Linked DNA regions of Rattus norvegicus: region 2 is linked to region 1. The links are chromatin contacts, called in public Hi-C maps. All regions are on one chromosome and are shown on one strand. The core of a region is the stretch at or near the end of the contact, and the rest is flanking DNA. Distances in the headings are between cores, read along the strand shown.

What was found. A called contact is a pair of places that touch in the nucleus more often than the background predicts.
Region 2: a contact with region 1 is called in a Hi-C map of liver, with 3 times the contacts expected there. The contact joins two enhancer-like sites. A contact is called at or near these places in 2 of 12 Hi-C or Micro-C datasets (kidney and liver).

Annotation. Positions count from the first base shown.
Region 1 is chr2:30,337,616-30,344,713 of GRCr8, reverse strand. No RefSeq gene overlaps it. Among named protein-coding and RNA genes, the nearest start is that of Enc1, 56 kb to the right of the region's middle. Within about 2 kb of position 5,378, at least 6 of the 93 cell types and tissues checked have an H3K27ac peak or open chromatin away from gene starts, as enhancers often do. A contact at or near this core is called in liver, where this site is marked.
Region 2 is chr2:30,497,999-30,505,096 of GRCr8, reverse strand. The region is part of intron 1 of LOC134485824 (a long non-coding RNA gene); the gene reads right to left. Among named protein-coding and RNA genes, the nearest start is that of Enc1, 220 kb to the right of the region's middle. Within about 2 kb of position 3,301, at least 14 of the 93 cell types and tissues checked have an H3K27ac peak or open chromatin away from gene starts, as enhancers often do. A contact at or near this core is called in liver, where this site is marked.

The DNA.
Region 1 (7,098 bases), core at 4,129-6,628:
TCTGTACTGGATTGGTTCTTATTGAAAACCAACAATGGAAGACATAAGCTCAAGTAGCAATGGGTTTGGGGGCCCAAGAGTTTAGAGAAACACCACTGCCAAATCTGACCTAGCCCACCTCTTTTATTGAGATACTGGAGTACCCGCTGCCCTCCGCCCATGGGGAAGGGTTAAGTGAGCACCTCAGAAAGTTTTACTCTCAGGCTATTAGTCAGTTGCATTATAAGAAGCACATGCTCAATGCGCTAGTGTGAAACTAGCTCCTGTGGGCCACTTCCCTAGAACTAGTCTCTACTAGTAGATTAAAATCCCCTTGGTTGCTCTAAAACAAACACACATTATTTTTTTTTTTTAAATGAAACTGTATAGTCAGAGGTCCGTTGTGGTCTAAGTCCAGAACATGTTTTCTAGGTGAGTTTGGTATATGAACATGAAGTTCTGGGGCTGGGGCGAGGGTGGGGGTGGGGGGCAGAGGGAGGAGGTGGAGCATGTGGGCTTTATGGAACTTCCTTTATGCGCCTACTAACTGCTGTTTTCAAAGAGCATTTTCTTCTGCTCCAACTCCACCTTACTCACTAGTCTCCACCTCTCAAATATTGTCTTAGCAACCGTTTACTGATTAACTCTACCCAGCTGAACAGGCCAGCATCAATGCTGCCGCTGCTGCGGCCACTGGAACTCGGACTTCTGCCATGCCTCCTCACAAGTACCCAGGTCAAAAAGAATTGTACAGGTCATCTAGTCCAAACTCCCTTCCATTGCTAGGATGGGACAGCTGAGCATGCATGTGCCAGCACACTTCCTGAGAAGGTTACTCAGGGTGGCTGCAGACATCTGGCCAAAAGAACCAATTTTGAAGAAACGGAGTTAAGAAGTGGTCTGGAGACAAAGCACACCAGGACAGTCTCACTGACTGCCTAACACTCATAACCTCTGGGAGTTGAGCAGCCCCACTGACAACCGTGTGAGCATTGATAGCTGCACATTGAACTTTACCTCATCCCAACGGAAACACTAGAAGGGCAGCCATATTGTAGCTACCGTGTCAAAGGTATAGTCAGTGTGGAGGATGTCTATGCCCAGGTTAGTTCCAGTGTCAGAACTCCGTGATAAAACCAAGACTGATTCTTCCTCATGTACACCCAAGTCCAGCCCATCACCTTACTTTGTGTAGCTACACTGAATTGTGTGAGTTATACTGAATGTTACAGAATTCATTAGGAGTGAGAAAAATATAAAACATAGGAAATATGAAATTTGGGGCGGGGACTCAGAGGTGGCTCCACACCTTAGTGCACTGACTGTTCTTCCAGAGGACCTGGGTTTGATTCCCAGCAACCACGCAGTGGCTCACACCCACCTATAACTCTTGTCCTAGAGGATCTGATACGGTCTTCTGGCCCCTGTGGGCACCAGGCAGGCAAGCACACTCATATAAATGAAATAATAATTCTTTTTTTAAGAAAAAAACACCAGGATGACTGAACCACCTCCTTCCCCAAACTCCTCAGGGTTTCTCTATCTGGAGAAATATGTCCATTCACAAGCCAAGGGCGGTGAAAATGCTGATTCCATTGGAAAACAGCTTTATGACGGTCCACATGCAATCCACACATGGAATCTTCACTCCTGTGATATGCCCTCTCCCGTGGGATATCAGCAGTGTCAGAGATCAGAGAATAGAGGTAGTGTCTGATTCTGTGACAGGAGAGAAGATTGTGGTGGGTTTTCAATGCTGGATTTTGATATGGATATTTAGGTAGGAAAAGGAAAGAGCTGTAAGGAGATATCACCATCGGATCTAGAGGAGCTTCAAAGAGAGAAGCCGAGCTGGGCGTGGTGGCACACACCTTTAGTGCCAGCACTCCCAGGGCACAGGCAAGTGGATCCACTGACTTCAAGGCCAGCCTGGTAATAGAGTGAGTTTCCAGGTCAGCCGGGGCTACATGGTAACACCCTTCACTAAAACAAACAAAAAGAATACAATGTGCTGTCAGGGACAAGAAACAAATTAGATAAGGAAGGAAGAGACCTGGAATGTGGCAATTTAGGTCAGAGTTGACCTTGGCAGAAGTAATCCTGAGTGAGGTTTCTGGGAGAGGAAGGGATTGCAGGAATACTAAGCGGGCAGAACAGAGTATGGGAAGATCCTTTCAGGTGAGAAGATCTGGTATTTCTTCATGGGGCAAGTGAAGGGGAGATGTGGGCGATGGTAGAGAGGAAAATTGGCCCAGATTAAAAGAAATAAAGGGAGAAACAAAATGCCCTCTACAGAGACAACCATCCACTTCCCATCTCCTACCCAAGGGTTTGTATTTTAAGATTTTTATTATGATGTGTGTGTGTGTGTGTGTGTGTGTGTGTGTGTGTGTGTGTGTGAGAGAGAGAGAGAGAGAGAGAGAGTTTGTCTTTGTGTGTGTTGGGGGGGGGGGGTCTGTCCATGCATGCTGTTGCCCTCAGAGGCCAGAAGAAACCGTTAAACCTCTTACAGCTAGAGTTACAGACAGCTGTCAGCATCCTGGTATGGGTGTCAGGAACCAAACACAGTTCCTCTACAAGACTAGCAAGTGCTCTTAACTGCTGCGCCATCTCTGCAGCCCTGATTATTTTGTTTTAATTGTTATATTTTTATTTTATGTGCATTGGTGCTTTGCTTGAACGTATATCTGTGTGAGGGTGTTGTAGCGTGTAATTAAAAAAATCCACGCTATCTCCGGCTACACTCGGCAAAGGCGGTCTCCCGGCTCCCATGGCTATCCCGAAGCGGCGGTCCGCCCAATTTCCCACGGTTCGCTTGCCACCCAAGAGCTCGCGTTCCCAGTCAGTTGTCCCCTGTGGACAGTCTGCCAAGACTGGCTCTAAACCCCGAACCCCGTATAAAGAAATCTCCAGAGGCTTATAATCTATCAGTCAGATTTTATAACAGTAAATTCTCAACTGTTGGCCCTGCACCCCCCCAAAAAAAATGCCAACACAGAAAATCTCAAAACTCAATTGATATTGCACACCTAGATGGGGCAAATGCACCCTACATTACTCTATTGTCCTCTGTGATAGCCATAGCTACCTGTGACTCTTTCAAGCCACGTGGATCAGGTCCCTCTACTACCTTCTCCCTGGCTCTTCCCCTCAGTTCCCGTTTTTCTCTAAAACTTCCAGCCCCGCCTTCTTTTTCCGTTGCCCAATCACAGGCTCTAGCCTTATCTGACGAATTAGATTCCACCCGCCCTCACCTGCAATCCACAGGGTGTCAGAACTCCTGTGGCTGGAGTTGAGGAGAGCTATGCGCTGCCTTGTGAGTGTTAGGAATTGAACCTGGATCCTTTGGAAAAGCAGCCAGTGCTTATATCGGATGCGGTATCTCTCCAACCTCCCCGGCCCTGACTAGTGTTTTAATAGACTATTTTTAGAGCAGTTTTAAGATTACAAATAGAATGTGTGGTAGAGCTTTCCATGTGCCTTGGTGCGCACTTGCTCGGTCCCTCCCATTATCAATAACCCCACTGGTGTGTTCTGCTACAGCTGAGGAGCCTACGCCGGCATACTTTTCTCGCTCCAAGTTCACTTTCCATCAGGGAGAGGCAGAACACGTATTTCCTGGACTTAGGAAATACATATAATGATATACACTGTAGCCTTTGTTTCGAGTGAGTACATGGAGACAGCATGGTGCAGGGACAGTAGGCTCCCAGGGGTACTCCAAATGGGTGATTTGCACCTCAGGAGTTTAGAGGAGGGGCCCAAGGGAAGCATGTGAAAAACAGGCATAGTGATACACCCCTGCAATCCCTGCACAGAGGCTAAGGAGGGAGAACCTCGAACTCAAGGCTAACCAGAACTGCATAAAGAGATACTGTCTCAAAAGATAGAACCAGGGTTCGGTGGGAGAGGGGGAAGGAAATCAAGCAAACAGACGGTGATATGAGTTTCAGACTCGCGATAGGAGTCTGTTGGGTCTCAGAAAATGAAACACCCAAGTACAGCCCTGGGACACGCCGAGCACTTTATTAAAGGCAGCTGGAAGGCCTCGCCAACCTCCCCTTGTCTCTCCCTGATCCCCAAGCTCAGCAAGGGGCTCCCCCCCTGAAATTACTTTACCAGACCCAGCAAAAGGTTGCCCTTTATCCCCTCCCAGGCTCCAATAGCCAGGGAAAAATAAACTCAAAAGACAAAGTGAAGGCCGTCTCCACATCTAGATAGTCACTGTCACAAGCCACTGTCTTCCCTTCGGCCCATTCAGCTTCCTGAGTCATTCACAAATCATTGTCTGTTCTATAGGTCCGTTCAACGGTCACGGTCAACTTGAAAATCGTCCACTTGAAATTTATCCCCTGGCCTACTTTGATTTCTATTGTCATGATAAACATCATATCCACAAGCAACCAGGGAAAGTTTATTTCATTTTTACACTTCTACCCCACAGTCCGACATTGTTGACAGAAGTCCGGGCAGAGACTCAAGAAGGAACGTGGAGGCAGAAATGAGGGAGGTTAAAGCTTACTGGCTCGTTTATCCACAGACTGGTGTGTTCAACTACCCTTCTTACATAGCCTATGCCCCCCTGCCTAAGAATGGAACCACCTACAGTGGGCTAGGCCCTTCAACATCAAATCAACAAGCAAGATAATGCGATCCAATGGAGACAAGTGTTTAGCTGAGATCAACTTTTTCCAGAGGGTCGTCACTAGATTGTGTAAGCTCGAGGTGTCTTTGCGCATGCTCATGAGTTCGTATCTCCTCTCTCCTTTACTCAGGCTTCTGTGCACTAGCTTCAGCGACCTTCCAGGGGGTCGAGGGAGGGATGCCTCCCTCTCCAAGTTCACTAGGCAAAGAAGGGAAGCAGGTGTTTGAAGGAAAACAAAGGAAGAGCAGATTGCAGGGCAATGTGAAACAACATGGAGGTCTGATGAACTTTCCAGAAGCCGATGTGACGCCAGAACATGATGCAAGAAAGGAAAAGGCAGACGCTGAAGGCTGATAAGCCGGACTAAGGAATGTGAGTTGCCTTGCAGGCAACGGTAGGGAGCTTTACAGGAAGGTGTTTAAGCTAGAAAGTCGCCTGACCTAATGTTTTTAAAGGCAGCTCTGGTGTCTAATGGGGAGAGGCTGATCCTGAGCAGGGCTCAAAGAAGGAAGGGAATCAGTTGGGGAGTTGACAGGAGTCAGCGCTCACAAGGCCAAGGCTGGTCAGGCAAAGACAATAGAGAACACAGAGATTTTCCCCCCAGGCTCTTCTGAAATGGACCTGACAGTTAAATGGGGAAAGTCAGGGAGTGAGAAAGATGAAGCTGATTGGCAGGGTTGGCCTGAGGTAGCCAGCACAGTGTTAGCAGTCATCAGGTCTGCAGAAGTAGGAAGGGTAGGGCAAAGTTCAAATTTACACAGCGAGGAGGGAGCTGGGACACCACACTCCTCATCTCTCCTCAGGGTCACAGCCACCAGTTCTATCACAGAGGACTGGCTAAGAAGAGAGGCATGAGGAATTTAATCGATGACATGGGGGCTTTTGAAAACAAAGGCTCAAAGACTCAAGGGGAAGTTCCTGGTTTGTGTGTAGATTCTGTGGAGAATAGACAGCCATGGGACAAAAGATCCCAGTGGTAATGAGCCTCCCTCCAGATTCTTCTCGGCTCCCTGTATGGCATCGCCTCTTCCTGAGGATGTAGGGAACAGCTCTAGAGAGACACACTTAGGTCCTACAGTGTGTAGACCTTCTATTCACTGGAAGGTGTCCCAGGAAGGCAGGAGGAGGTTAGAACCTATTCCAGGGTCTGTGGCTGTTACAGGGAAGGGGGTCCAATTTCCATGACTTGTCTTGCAGAAGGAAATTTTAGTTTCTATGTCCTGCCTTGGGAGGAAGGAGAGCAGACAGAGAAGGGAGTTTGGCAATAATAATAATAATAATAATAATAATAATAATAATAATAATAATAACAATAACAATAACAATAATAATATAAAAATAATAAGTTACTTTTAAAAATCTCTTGCTTGAGAACACTTGCCCTTCAGATCAAAATAGTCGGTGTGCCAGGGCACCATATTCTTGGGTGTGTAATCAGAGCCTCAGCAGCATTGATAAGTCTCTGGTTCCTTGGGGCATCCTGGAGTAGCTATACACACTGACTTGGAGCCCAGAAAGAAAGTGGCCAAACTGTCAGCGGAAGGGGTGTGTTAAAGATATGAAAAAGAATAAAGTCTTCATCAGGGATTACCCTAGCTGAGAAAAGGGGGGTGGGGGGAAGAGTAATTTCTACTTTAAAAAAGAACAGTCATTTTCAAATGTAATTCTCTCCCAACAATGGAATCATCCAAGGTCTTGTTGCAAGAGCAAACCAAAAAAGGAAGAAGTAATCAGCTTTTGTATGAATGAAGTGGGAAACTGGTGAGGTTCTGGGAGCTGCAGGGGCAGCTTTACCAATCAAGCCCAGCACACGTGTCAACACTACCATGATCTCTGACTCATGAACCCCTTAGAAAGGAACTGTGCATTGGCAGTACATGACCACCAAACAGGCTACACAGCCTCCATGTTCTTCCTGAGTAAGGTCATAGCTTTCAAGGTCAGTATCTGAAGGGTTTGCTCCTGAGTGGAAGCTGAGAACGGTTGCCTCTAAGATGGGGAACCCTGTGAGGGGCGCATAAGGTCTCAGCGGCTCATTCCTGTAGTTGCTTGGTTCAAGGGAGGCTAATCCAGAAACAGAGTCCTCACTGAGCTTGAGGAACATTTTGACCTTTGTAAAGGAGGCAATGTACTGTCCCTTCCCACGAACCCAGGGACAGCAGTCTTTTCCAATTTAAATGTTAAATTTGAGTGGTGGTAGGAAGGGCTGCCCTCTCCCTCCCCCAACCTGCTCACTGGTTGAGGACTTCCCACCAAAGAGGAAATCTGCTGCTCCCTGCCAAGAGTCCAAAACCCCAAGGAAGTCTTGTAGATAGGACCTTTGACCTGCTAGATTTGGCTCTGCCTTTGGAGTCTTTCCAGGGCAAAGGGGAAACTCCTCTTAGAAGAGGTTCTTTGTCCTTGAGCAAAATACCTCTAGGGAAACTCCAAAATGAGCGGTCAGCTTTTTGCGGCCTCACTTTCTCTTCTGTTCT
Region 2 (7,098 bases), core at 2,052-4,551, 160 kb before region 1:
GTATAGGAATATCTGGCAAGACTCTAGTTTTAGTTGTGTGGGAGATATATATATGCCTTCCACATTATTTTAATGGTCTTTATGAAAAATTCCTTCATCTGTCAGGGAAAACCAGTCTCTCAGCCCACCATGTGTTTTAGCGAGAGCTGTCGCTAACAGGCTAGAGGAGGAAGTGAGCATCTAACACAGGCCTCTAGAGCGCAATGCAGGGGGTCTGTGCAGTGACAGAGGCCAAGCCGGCTGACTGGCACAGCATCCTCTTCTTCCTCCAGGGCTTTCTTCGTTTTAGAAATGTTTAAATGCCCAGGGACCTCTTTGAAGAGGAAGTTGTCTTGACCATGAGAACGTATGGTGTGAACTCGTGAACAGTCACTCACAGCAGCAGGGACAAAGACAGTCAAGAAGGGGGGTGTGGAGGGCTGGCTGGGGGAGGGGCGTGCTATGCCCCAGTGCTGGAGAAAGAACAGTTCCATACACAGAGAAGGGGGAAGAAGGGAAACAAAGAAATCAGTTCTGCAGCACCCTGAGGCAGAGGACCCCAAGAACCGCTGACATAGAAAAGCCATAATTACGACCACACTACACCCTCTAGTTTCCACAGGAACTCTAGTGAGAACCAAAAGTTTTTTTTTAAAGAAGCAATTCTCTCAAGAACCCAACTTCTGTTGGTATCAAATCGAACAGACACCGAGTCTCACAGGAACTCAGCCCACAGCTCCCAGAGCAGATTGCATCCCAACAGAAGAGTCATGCCAAAGACACAGACAGTGTGAAGGCTGCCTTAAGGCTGGGCTTGAGAGCGGAAGCTAAACGGAGACTCCAGGAGCTCTCTAGTTCAAGGAGGCTCAGAGCACCAAAGGAGAAGCCACTCCTGTGGAGAAGACAGACTACTCCCAAAAACCACCAGACCCTGTGATACGGACAAGACTCAGAAAAGACACTGCTTGGGTTCGTAACCACAAAACACTCCATAGCCCACTCCAGTTCAGTTACCCACACCCAAGTGAGCCCACCATTTTTGCCGGACTTCAGCAGACCCCTGTGTAAGGGAAGAAGACAGCTGTTGGAAGAACAAGGCCCTCTCTCCCAGCCTCTTGTGAGTCACTTTCTTCTAAGGTGGTTGTCCTCAAATTGAAGAGTAACCCCCAAAATCTTGCCAAGCCAGGGAGGACAGACACAATTAATTCACTTGAAAACTGTCTTTCAGGTACCTTCTTTTGAGTCGCTCACTCAGTGAATGGGCTCTGCCTCCACATGGAGCACAGGCGTCCACTCAGAACCACAGAGCTAGAATAAGGCCATTCTTCCCCTCAGGGGACTCAGGTCTAATAAAGAGATGAGGGACTGAAAGCAAGAGTGCGACAAGGTGGAGCTCAGTGGTGAAGCTCTTGCCTGGCCTGTGTAAGACCCTGGGTTTCAGGACCTCCCAACAAACCCAGGCAGACAGACAGACAGACTGATACACACGCACACACGCACGCACACACGCATGCACACACATGCACAGATGTGCGCGCATGTGCACACAGCACATACATAGAGACACGGCTTACAAAAGAACATTTGAAGTGAATTATCACATAGGAAACTTAAGAGCACGTCTGGAATGCAGGAAGAATATAAAATTCAAGCGATCAGGACCACTCACTAGGTTTACATTTGTTTGCTCTTGTTGGTGTAACGAATAGCTCAGAACAATGGCTTGAAACAATGTAACTTTAACAAAGGGAGGTCAGACGGCCAGAGTGGGTACTGGGGGCTAAAGTTGGGTAGTCGGAAGCCCTGCATTTCTTCTGGAGACTTCCACAGAGCCTGGTTCCTGCCCTCTCCAGTTGCTTGTTGCCTGGTTCCTTTGGCTCTGGTTTCCTTCCAGGATTAATATCACAGTGACCTCTGCTTCTGTCCTAACCCAGCTTCTACCTCTCTCCTGTCCTAACATTCCTACCTGGATCTTCCTCTGTGATTGCACTGGCCCATCCAGATAACAAACTCTATCTTCAAGATTCTTGTAAGGTGACAGGGCCTGGAGATCTTTGGGGCAGTAGTGAGAGACAGAGGTGTCAGGGGCAGTATTTTATCCTGTCAACTCCTTACAAGACTAAAAATTCTCTATGTGAATAAGTCATACTGTTCTTCTGTCATCTCTCTCTCTCTCTCTCTCTCTCTCTCTCTGTGTGTGTGTGTGTGTGTGTGTGTGTAAATGGAATAAATTATATTCCATTCAAACCCTTGTTAAAAATCATCTAGGTTACATAATAAAACCAGCATGAAGAAAACCAGCCCAACACTCAACCACCTTCTACAAAATCTATTCTCTTTGCAATTTCTGCTTTTCCCCCCTCACTCCCTGTGTGTTGATTTTTTTTTCATATTCTGGCCCATCTTTCTTCTCAGTAGATACTAGTGGGTCCTTTGGCTGACACAGATTGTCACCAACACACTAATTCACACTAGCCAATTTCACTATGTGAGCTACACAGAGGAAAGAATTCAGAATTACTGTTGGAAACTGCTTTTTTGGGCCTAAAAGGAGATGTGACGAGGGAGACAGCTCAGCGGGTAAAGAGTGTCAGCTTCTCAAGCGAGGGCCTGGGTTAGGATCCCAGCACCCTAACAAAAAGCTGAGCTTGACCCCACATACCTGTCATGTCAGTACTGTGGAGCATGGAGACAGAGGGATTACAGAGACTTGCAGGATACAAGCTGCCTCAAGGTTCCAGGAGAGACCTCAAGGGAGTAAGGTAGAGATTGCCAGGACTGAGCAACCAGCATCATCCTCGGGCCTCTGTGCACACACACACATAAGTACCCACCGAGTGAATATATGCCTCATATATACCACACTCACTCGCATATGTATTCAAACTTTAAACTTAAAACACTTATATGTCAAAAGTCTAGGTTCTTCTCTAGGGTTCATCATCCTAGCCGGAACCTAGGAGATCCTTTACCCAAGGTTAAGGGTTAGCAATGCTACAAACCAGTGCACACTATGTATGGCCTCTGGAGTTCGGATCTGAGTACTTTGTGCCAGAAGATGCTACTCGCTATCTTCTCTATCGCTCTTGTCTTTGATATTTAAAAAGAGGCCAGAGACTCCCTTTTAAATACACACTGATGAGGGCAAAACCAATTTCTGGTTTTGCTTCCTGGAAAACCCGTGATTGGAGTTCCACAAAGAACCCTTCCCGTTTGGGTGATGTTTGACTCTGGAACATAAACAAGTTTCGACTGGAGGACAGACAGTGTGTAATCAATACTCCTTGGCTCCTGTCCAGGCCTGTCACGCCTGGTGCTTACATCGCTGTTGCAGATACTGGGAGGGAAGATCGCACCGCATTTAAAAGCAGATCAACAGATGTAGGGGTGTCAGTGAGAGTCGGTTACACGGCTGATGAAAGTCTTTGTGAATCTCAAATAATGACAATATGGCAACCCTCTATACGCTGGCAGATGGCCTCAGCCCCCGACCCTGCCAGGAAACCCAAAGCCAACCTTTCTCCCTCCCTCGGAACCTCATATTCCAGTCTCCATCATGCCTCTGCTGCTCTTCGTTGCCCTCAGCTTTCCAGTCCATGGTTTAGAAACTCCCTATGAACCGGTCATACTGGAGGTTTCCCCTAGGCCCGCTGACTCCCAGCCGCCTCCTGCCTCAACACCATTCCTCGTGTTTCCCGGCTCCATCCCTCTGAGGCCCTGTTCTCTAGGCCTAGATGGCAGCTCCTTCCTGATTCGCCTGGTGAATGCCTAATTAGCCCTCCAGAAAACCTCAATAAGCTCCCTCTTGTGTGACAAGAACTGTGGCCTCCCCTCCCACAAGGCTCTTAACACACAGTGTTGGCTCGGTGTCCCCCCACCCCCCTCCTTTGCAAGCTCCCAGACTGAGAGCTCTTTCCCAGCACAGGGAGCGCCTTTCATCTCCCGCCCCTCTGCACTTAGCTCTTAGTAGACACTGATAAACATTGGCTGAGTGATTGAAAGAATCTTCAGGTCCTTCTTCTGGGAAAGAAAGAGAAACGGCCCATCACTCTGCTGCCTTCTGAACTGTGGGCAGTCACCACCCGCTTCACTTTCTCACCAACTTTCTAGTGGCCTGGCTGCCCACCGAACCCTGTCCCTAATCCAGCCACGGCAATGCTGGCTTGTTTCCTGACCACTGAGCCTCCCCCACAGCAGCCCCTGATAGTCCGACATGGCAGTCCTCCGTGCTGCCGCCGTCTCTGGTTTTACTGAGGTGACTTCTCTGCCTCTTTTTCCACCTCCTCAGTGTTCTCGCTTCCCAAGTACTTGACTTTAGTAGGGTACAAGGTCCGGGCCTCTCCCCCAGAAGCTCACTGCAGGAACTACACAATGCTTACAACAACCTCCCAAGGTCAGTCTCTACAAACAGGACTGTCACCAGATGAGCTGATGTGGGCCAGGCACTCAGCATGCAGACAGTTGTCATACACTAGCAAAGGTATCTCTCAGCTGGCCACCTCTGTGCCCTCCCATTTTCCTCCCCTTAAATTCACTCTCCATTCTGACGCTACCGTAATATCCCAAAAAGAATGCTGGTGCCAAAAAAAACCGAAGTCTTCAGAATGCCTTAGCTGGGCGTGGCATACGCCTTTAATCCCAGCACTGGGGAGGCAGAAGCAGGCAGATCTCTGAGTTCCAGGCCAGCCTGGTCTACAGAGCAAGTTCCAGGACAACCGGGACTACACAGAGAAAGCCTACATCCAAAGAAAACCCTCCAATTACAGAGGGCCACACAGAGAAACTCTGTCTTAAAAAAAAAAAAAAAAAAAAAAAAAAGCGAAACTCCCACTATCATCCAGTTCTTCAACTTCAAGTTTAATTTCTCTGGGAATAGGTTCGGGTTTTCATAATACAGTGTCCACTGTATAAGGAAGCAATGCTACATTTTGTGCTGTCTCAGTATCTCACCTACAAATCATGCCTGTATATTGCCCACATTTTGTTTTGTGCGGAACTGTATTACCCAGTTGTCTGTTGTTCTGGGCTTTCACACGGGACCAACAGGACTGCCTTGTTATGACATTAAATACAGAGTTGACCACCCCTCACAGCTTTAGAAGGTAGACACAGAACAGAAAAACAAATTGTCATAAAGACCTTCCTTCTGAGATCTAGCCCTGTTTGATTATCTTGTTTGCTTTTGTTGTTTGTTTGCTGTGGGTTTTTGTTTTTGTTGTTGTTGTGGCTGTTGTTTGGTTGTTTGGTTTGGTCTGGTTGGCTTCTTTGGCTTTTTGTTTTGTTTTGTTTTGCTTTGAGGTCAGCTCTCCTTATAACACTCAAGCTAGCCTTGAACTTGCCTTAGCCAGCAGAGGGCTGGGACAACAAGCGTATGCCACCACACTAAGCAGCCCTGTTCCTTTTAAATAAAGTACGTGTCCCCATAATTCCGAGAGCTCCAGGAAAACCTTTCTGCCTGTTCTATATCTGAAAATGCTACATTCCAGGAGAAATAAAAGCCTCCCTGGCTCCGTGTCCAGGAAGAGAACGAGAGTCCAGATACCTCCAAGTCTTTCTGTTCCTTCACACCTCCGATGTCTTAATGATCCCTTGCCTTTAGTTTTATAGACACATGCGTACTGATAATACCTGTCATCGAAGGCATACACACATGCACACACAGTAAGGCGGGCAATTAATCATGATCTCCCCCAAGACCTTATTTTACAGTCAGGAGCCAATTGTCAGCACACATGTTCCTAAATAAACTGACACACGCACCAGCTAACAGATTAATTCACGTGGAGAAGGCACCGTGGGAAGAAAACCAGTGTTCCCAGATTGCTCAAGCAGGTGCTTTCCCTATTAACATAAGGATCAGTGCTCCCAGCTCTAACCCCCTGGGAACCCTGCCTACTGCAGTTGATGCTAGGACAGTTCTGCAAACTGAGAATTTGGTTTATACCGCACAGCACCGCTCAGGAACTCCTCAGAAGCCAGACTGAATCTAGTTGGCAGGGATAGGGGTGGGGTGGTGTCCTTTTTTTTTTTTTTTTTTTTTTTTGTGGTCTCACACTTGAAACTTACTATGGATCCCAGACTGGCCTTAAACTCGAGATCATCCTCCCCACCCACCCCCAAGCCCCCCACTGCCTCCCGAGTGCTGGGATTGCAGGTGTGTGCTCTCTGACTTTTCAATAGAAGGGAACCCTGAAGGAATACTTCATGCTTCCCTATGTCTTTGCAGATGTTGTTCTCGAGGCTCACAACATCTGATGTAATGAATCCTTAAGACACCAACACCTCCTGCGATGAATCTGTTCAGGAAAGAAGCGTGCGCCCCACGTGTGCGTGCACGCGCTCATCCACACTCGCTGCCTGGCATGCCCCTTCAGTGGCGAGAATACTGTTAGTCATCTTGTGTCTTTTAAGTTTTAGTCCTAACGTGGTCAGCCCTCCAAATAAAGCCCAGGCGCTCCATACAGTACCTCATGGGTAAAAGGGAGTGTTATTGTTTGCTCTGAGCTCCACTAAAGGAAAACTTAGTGCATACTTCACGGCCTTCCTCAGAACTGCAATGCAAAGACAGAATGGAGGGGTTGGGCAGAAAGTTGCAGACCGTTTAGGTGACAAATTAGCCTCTCAGAATCCACCAGGGGAACCAGTCACCAGTATTTCAGTACTTTCCTGTCACTTACAAGAACCACTCAGTCTTTACTAAATAGGATCTATAAGAAATGACCCCTGCAGCTGCCGCAGACATCTCCTAGGCGGCCGAGATGGGAGGGCGTGACTCAGCTAGAGCGGGAATCCTTGCTGTCTCCGGGCTACAACCCGGCAACAGCTTTCCCAGGGCGATCCCAGGAAGGAGGCAGGATGCTCCCCTGGGGAGTTCCGGGGGGCAGGGGAGCTCTGCCTGGACCAAGCGAGGCCGCATCCCAGCAGGGTGGTGACCTTTTGTTTCCACTGGTTTTCAAAGGCACCACAGTTTTGGTCTTAATTCACACGCGTGCGCGCAGAGACGGGGGAGAAAGACGGGAGGGGGAGAGGGAGAAAGAGAGACCCGGATAGAGAAGAATTAGGACCCAACTAATCCAGCAACAAGCTTGTCCTAGCACCTTGAGAGGTTAACCAATTTCA